Regions from separate parts of the Mus musculus genome. Here region 1 is linked to region 2. The links are chromatin contacts, called in public HiChIP or PLAC-seq maps. All regions are on one chromosome and are shown on one strand. The core of a region is the stretch at or near the end of the contact, and the rest is flanking DNA. Distances in the headings are between cores, read along the strand shown.

What was found. HiChIP or PLAC-seq counts read pairs in DNA pulled down with a chosen protein or histone mark.
Region 1: an HNF4G HiChIP or PLAC-seq map of pancreatic cancer cells shows a contact between it and region 2. The contact joins two enhancer-like sites. A contact is called at or near these places in 1 of 39 promoter capture datasets (macrophages), 1 of 484 Hi-C or Micro-C datasets (nephron progenitors), 2 of 115 datasets of contacts at active chromatin or transcription factors (embryonic stem cells and pancreatic cancer cells) and 2 of 9 other capture datasets (adipose tissue and pancreatic islet).

Annotation. Positions count from the first base shown.
Region 1 is chr2:30,318,190-30,321,248 of GRCm38.p6, reverse strand. All of the region lies in intron 15 of Nup188 (nucleoporin 188), which reads right to left. Among named protein-coding and RNA genes, the nearest start is that of Gm39780, 21 kb to the right of the region's middle. Within about 2 kb of position 1,793, at least 8 of the 459 cell types and tissues checked have an H3K27ac peak or open chromatin away from gene starts, as enhancers often do. A contact at or near this core is called in pancreatic cancer cells, where this site is marked.
Region 2 is chr2:30,250,512-30,253,387 of GRCm38.p6, reverse strand. The region is part of intron 2 of Lrrc8a (leucine rich repeat containing 8A VRAC subunit A); the gene reads right to left. Among named protein-coding and RNA genes, the nearest start is that of Lrrc8a, 14 kb to the right of the region's middle. Within about 2 kb of position 1,512, at least 219 of the 459 cell types and tissues checked have an H3K27ac peak or open chromatin away from gene starts, as enhancers often do. A contact at or near this core is called in pancreatic cancer cells, where this site is marked.

The sequences.
Region 1 (3,059 bases), core at 544-3,043, 68 kb before region 2:
TTTCAGTCTCAAATCTTTCAAGTAGCTGGGTTCTAGAACTGTGTGCTACCAAGCCTGGTTTCAAATACACTTAACATCAAATTTCTCGTATTATTAACAGAACTGTGTGCTGTAGGGCTGGTTCCCATTTAATCCCAGTGCTCACTTGGGAGGCTGAGGTGAAAGCTAGTGTGGGCTACAAAGTTAAGACTAGTCTCAAAACCAAAAAACAGTTTGTGTTTTTGTGACTGGCAAGCCACCTGCAGGGTTTATATGTGACATAATCTATATGAGACTACAAGCTATCAACACAGCATGCTCTAAGATAACAGTTTCTCTTTAAGATGGAGTGGCATTCCTCTTTACACATATAGCACATGTTCATTTACCTCTCAAATATCCACTCGAAAACTTTTATTTTATACACAGCCTTTTCCCAACCATCTCTTGTTGAGGACTGTGGTTATGAAAATGACACGCTAGTTCCTAAGAGTTCACATGTTCAATGCAGTATTATGTATGAAGGCCTGACGCTGATGCATAATGATTGCAGAGGACCAAAGGGATGAGCGAGGTAGTTGCTGGTCCTTGTAGGAGACAGCAGCAGAGGGCACACAGCCAGGACAGTAGGCTATGCCCCTTTCTCTGTAGTACTGAAGTATGCTCTGCAAAAGTGGCACGTATGGTTAGCCAAGCAGTCATCACCCTGGTGCCAGGAAGGTTTACAGAGCACGTTCATCTTTCAATTTTTTTTTTTTTTTGAGACAGGGTTTCTCTGTGTAGCTCTGGCTGTCCTGGAACTCACTCTGTAGACCAGGTTGGCCTTGAACTCAGAAATCTGCCTGCCTCTGCGTCCGGAGTGGTGGGATTAAAGGCGTGTACCACCACTGCCCGGCGATCTTTAAATATTTTAAGGCAGACCATAAAGACTACCATTTTGACTTAGCTTTGTGGAATATTCTAAAAGCGAGGAGAACTAAACTGGCAAAATAATGTTTGAGTCTTTCCAAATCTTAGCCGTCTACATTGCTGTACAAGCTGTTCTCACCACAGCTGTACACTGGACCACTGCTCTCTGTATAAAGAATACTATTCCACTGAGACGGAGTGGAAGAAGCAACAAGACTCTACTGGGTAGAGCAAGCAATGTACAGAGTCAACAGTGTCTGACAGAATTCCCACTGTAGTGCAGATGGTGATCCTATGATGGTGGTCCTTTTCATGCAGCTTGCTAATCCAGTCTTCGTCCTTTTGAGACAGGGTCTCAATATTTAACCCTGGCTATCCTAGAACTTGCTGTGTAGACCAGGTTGGTCTTGTACTCTGCCTGTCTCTGTCTCTACCACTGTCAGCCCAATTTAAATCTTAACAACCATTCACACAAAACAGGTCATTAGAAGGATTATCTATTTTCTACATCTTTGAGCCTACTAACTTTTTTTGTTTGTTTGTTTGTTTGTTTTTGAGACAGGGTTTCTCTGTGTAGCCCTGGCTGTCCTGGAACTCACTCTGTAGACCAGGCTGGCCTTGAACTCAGAAATCCGCCTGCCTCTGCCTCCCAAGTGCTGGGATTAAAGGCATGTGCCACCATGCCCGGCAAACCTATTAACTTTTAAGTCTGATTTATAATATGACACCAAATAATGTGTAATGGTGACAAGTGAGACCCATCTCCTTTTTGGTGTGTCACCCGAGATAAACTACAGCACTGGAGCAGAGGTGACCCTCCAAACCCACACTGCACATCAGTTCATGGGCCACACATGACTTGGGCAGGAAGTCAGTGTAATCAGCAATGGACTTTCACTTACTTTAACTCTGACATCACTAAGCAAACAATCCCCAAAGTCTCTCCACAAGGTGGAGCTTCCAGGGAGCGTATAGAAAGCACATCTGACAGTATCAGAAGAAAATGTGCATTATTCCGTCCGTGATTTCTACAAGGACTTGTGTGAACACTAAAACTGAGGAGGGCACTTTGGTGCACACCTTTAACTTCTAGCACTCAGGAGGGAGGGTCTATAGGATCTCTGAGTTTGAGGCCAGCCTGGTCTATAGTGTAAGTTCTATGATAGCTAGGGCTATGTAAACAAACAGACACTGTCTCAACACACACACACACACACACACACACACACACACACACACACACACACACACACATAAAACAACCCATCCAAAAAAGATTTTAAATCAAATTTGAAGTGCTAAAACTTGGGCTTGAGCTGGGCATGGTGGCGCACGCCTTTAATCCCAGAACTCGGGAGGCAGAGGCAGGTGGATTTCAGAGTTTGAGGCCAGCCTGGTCTACAAACTGAGTTCCAGGACAGCCAGGGCTATACAGAGAAACCCTGTCTCAAAAAAAAAAAAAAAAAACAAACAAACAAAAAAACAAAACAAAACAAAAAAACTTGGGCTTGAGAGATGGCTCAGTGGTTAAAAGCACTGACCACTCTTCCAGAAGTCCTAAGTTCAAATCCCAGCAACAACATGGAGGCTCACAACCATCTGTAATGGTATCCAATGCCCTCTTCTGGTGTGTCTGAAGACAGCTACTCATGTATTCACATACATGAAATAAATATATCTTAAAAAAAATACTAAAACTAAACACAATATAGGAATATTTCACTAGTATCAACATGTACATACAGAAAACAGCAAAACTGTTTTTCTTCTAGTTTGATATTTGAATTATATGTATATAAAAAGATGGGTGCTCTGAAGAACACTTTAGGGCTGGATCCTATCTCATACTGCATAGACTCTGTGGGAAAAATGTTTAAATAGGAAACCTGAAACCTCCAGTGTTTAAGGGGTGAAAAGTCATTAAGTCAGAATAAACACACACACGCACACACACACACGCGCGCGCACACACTTGCGCGCACATGCTCCCATGTCCTCAGCAGGGCTTTCCTTCAGAAACCAAGCAGTGAGTGTCCTAGCATAAGAGAACATGCTCACAAAACCTTTGGGGTTAGTGTGCCTGCTACTAACACTGTCAACTTGACACAAGCTGGAGTCATACAGCAAGCATCTCAACTGAGACAATACCCCTCTAGCCTGGCCCGTAGGTA
Region 2 (2,876 bases), core at 263-2,762:
ATAGGTCTCATTCTCTCAGAGAGGAGTGGAGCACCCTGCCAGGGACCTCCTGTGTTTTCACACTGATCTTGATGATGGCAGTAGGGACAGGTTCTCCGTGGTGATCCTCTCCGCAAAGGCCAAGGGCTCCCCACCAGTCTCTCGAGGTCACCTGTGTGAGGTTGGAGGCCCTGTGCATTTAGTACAAGTGGCAATAGCCACAGCACAGGGCAGGCTCCTCCCACACCGGCTCTAGTGCACTCTCTGCTGTCTTCTTTAACCGATTTCGTGGACAGAAAAACAGAGATTCTGGGAGGCCAAACACCTGCCCAATGTCACGTTTTATCAAGTAAGACATCAGCCCACTCCTAGCTAAGCTTAGGCTTCACTGCTCTATTGAGTTTGCCCTCCTCCTGCCTGAGGTCCCATGCACAGGAGGTGCCGGATACTTGTGGTGTTTAAGAGACTATTGCAAGTATTCAGGGTCCCCACTCCTAGGTTCCCATTGTTTAGGTCGCCTCAGGGCCAGCAGACACTAACACCTGCCCTAGGCCAGCAGCCACCAAGCCAGCTAGCTCTCCTGGTGAGGCCTGGATTCTTGGGCCAGGATGAGTGCCTACCTCACAGGAAGGCCCCAGCCCCCTAATGACCAGCTGGCTCTGTACACCACCCACACTCCTGGGAGAGAGGGGCACAGGCGTGCGGTGGGGAGGGCTGGCTGAATCACACAGCTGACTTTCAGCAGGGAACTATTTTTCCTGGCTCCAAGGCCTCATCCAAGGTAGCCAAAGACTGGAGAAGGGGACAGGAAAGATTTAGGACCTAAGGGAATGAGATACCCTGTCTCACTCCTGGGAGGTGTGAGACAGGTGACTGGTTGTGACAGACAGACAGACAACTAGGATCAAGTCAGTTTCTGGCTGTGACTTCCATTTCACAGTACTTTTTAACTTTGATTTCTGGTGGAAAGTTGAGCCTGTCAGTTCATGAAATATATCCAGCCTCCTATCGAAAGACGAGCTCAGCTGTGCTGCCCAGCAAAGTAGTGGTCAGGGCCCAAGACGCAGAGGAAGCAGCCCAGGCTCTGAGCAGTAAGACCTGGTAGCTCCCTTGGAAAGGAGACGCTCCTATCCATTCACGGTATCCACCTGCTCCCATCCCATCTCAAAGCACATTCTGGGTGCTATGTAGCCCTTAGCTGGGCTCTGTGAGGGTAATGAACATCCAAAGTGTACCCCACCTCAGGCCAGGTGTGGGCTGATCCCAGAGGAGGCCTGGGCCTGAGAGTGGCTTGTGTAGAGGACAACCCTAACAGCAGGGGTATTACAGGCGCAGTTTGAACTGGCATGGTCTGCTCCCCTCCCCCTCCTGAGCCAGACCAGATGCTTCTCTAGCACACAGTCCACAGCACACAGTGAGTAAGAAACAGAGGCACTCTCACAAAGAGAAGGGTGGGAGTGGGCAGGGATGGGTGTGGATCTGGGTGTGGTAAACCAGCAGTTTCAGGTGGATGTGGCTTGGGTAGAGCCAGCAGGGTGGCCCCTCCCACTTCCTGCCTCAGGGAGGGACTGGAGCTACAGGGAGTGGTGAGGTGCTGTACCCTCCAGCAGCCCAGGGGGCAAGAGAAGTAAGCACCCACACTGGGAGCAGCTCTCCATGCAGAGGCTGGGAACCGGCCCAGTCCAGACTCCACTGTGCTGCCCATGGCGTTCTCGGCTAGCTTTGAGATATGATGAGATAACTACCATAAATGTAACCATTGTGTAACTCCTGTGTCTGGCCAGTGCTGTGAGGTAGAGCTGTGGCTCAGATGTCCCCACTAGCTACTGCACAGCCTTTTTGTCTTACACAACAGAAACTTTGTCATTAAGTGCCTGCCCATCTCCATGGACCCCATGGTTCTAAGTCTCTCTGGGATCATACAGCACTGCCCTGCTTAAGAGGACACTGGAGTAACAGGCGGTTGTAAGTCACTTCATATGGGAACCAAATGAAGGCGCAAGAGCCTTAGCCACTAGGCCATTTCCATCTTTCTTTTCTTTTTTTTTCCTTTTTTCTTTTTCTTTCTTTTCGGTTTTTCAAGACAGGGTTTCTCTGTATAGCCCTGGGTGTCCTGGAACTCACTCTGTAGACCAGGCTGGCCTGGAACTCAGAAACCCACCTGCTTCTGCCTCACAAGTGCTGGGATTAAAGGTGTGTGCCACCACCGCCGGGCCTTTCTTTTCTTTTTGAGACATGGTTTCACTATATAGTTCAGATTGACCTTAACTCAGCAATCCTCCTGCTTCAGTTTCCTAAATGCTGGGACTGTAGGTATGCAGCACACACTCTGCTTCTTCCCTAAGGTTCAATATTACCCGCCATGCCCATTTTACACACGGGCATACATGCTCAAGACAGACTACACACCCAGGCACAGTGCAGCCCAGCCAATCCACACCCGGGCCATTCCAATGAGGAGACCTACCTGGCAGCTGTCCTGGACGTGCCTGAGTGAGAAGGGAGAGCAGTGGAAGGATGAGAGAGGTGCATGAGAGGAGGACCTTTCTCTGCAGGCTGTCTAGCTTCTCTGTCTGGAAGGAGTACAGACTCCAGGGAATGTGCCAGGGAGTGTAAAATATGGGTAAAGGATCTGAAAGGCAAGTGACAGAACCCAGTCTTCTGCCCCTCCCCAGACCATTCAACAAGACTGCAGTGGGAAAAATACTACCTCAGTTTCCTAACACAGTCAGGCTACCATGAAAATATGGTGGGACTAAGGCCCTGAGCTCTGCAGAGGAGCAATAGACTGGGGCCAGGCTGGCTCTGCTGCTCTCTAGGAGAGTGAGCTAGGCAGATGGCTTTCCCTTTCTGAGCCCTGACTCCTTCCTGACATAGTGCCACGTTTTAGGCCAGAG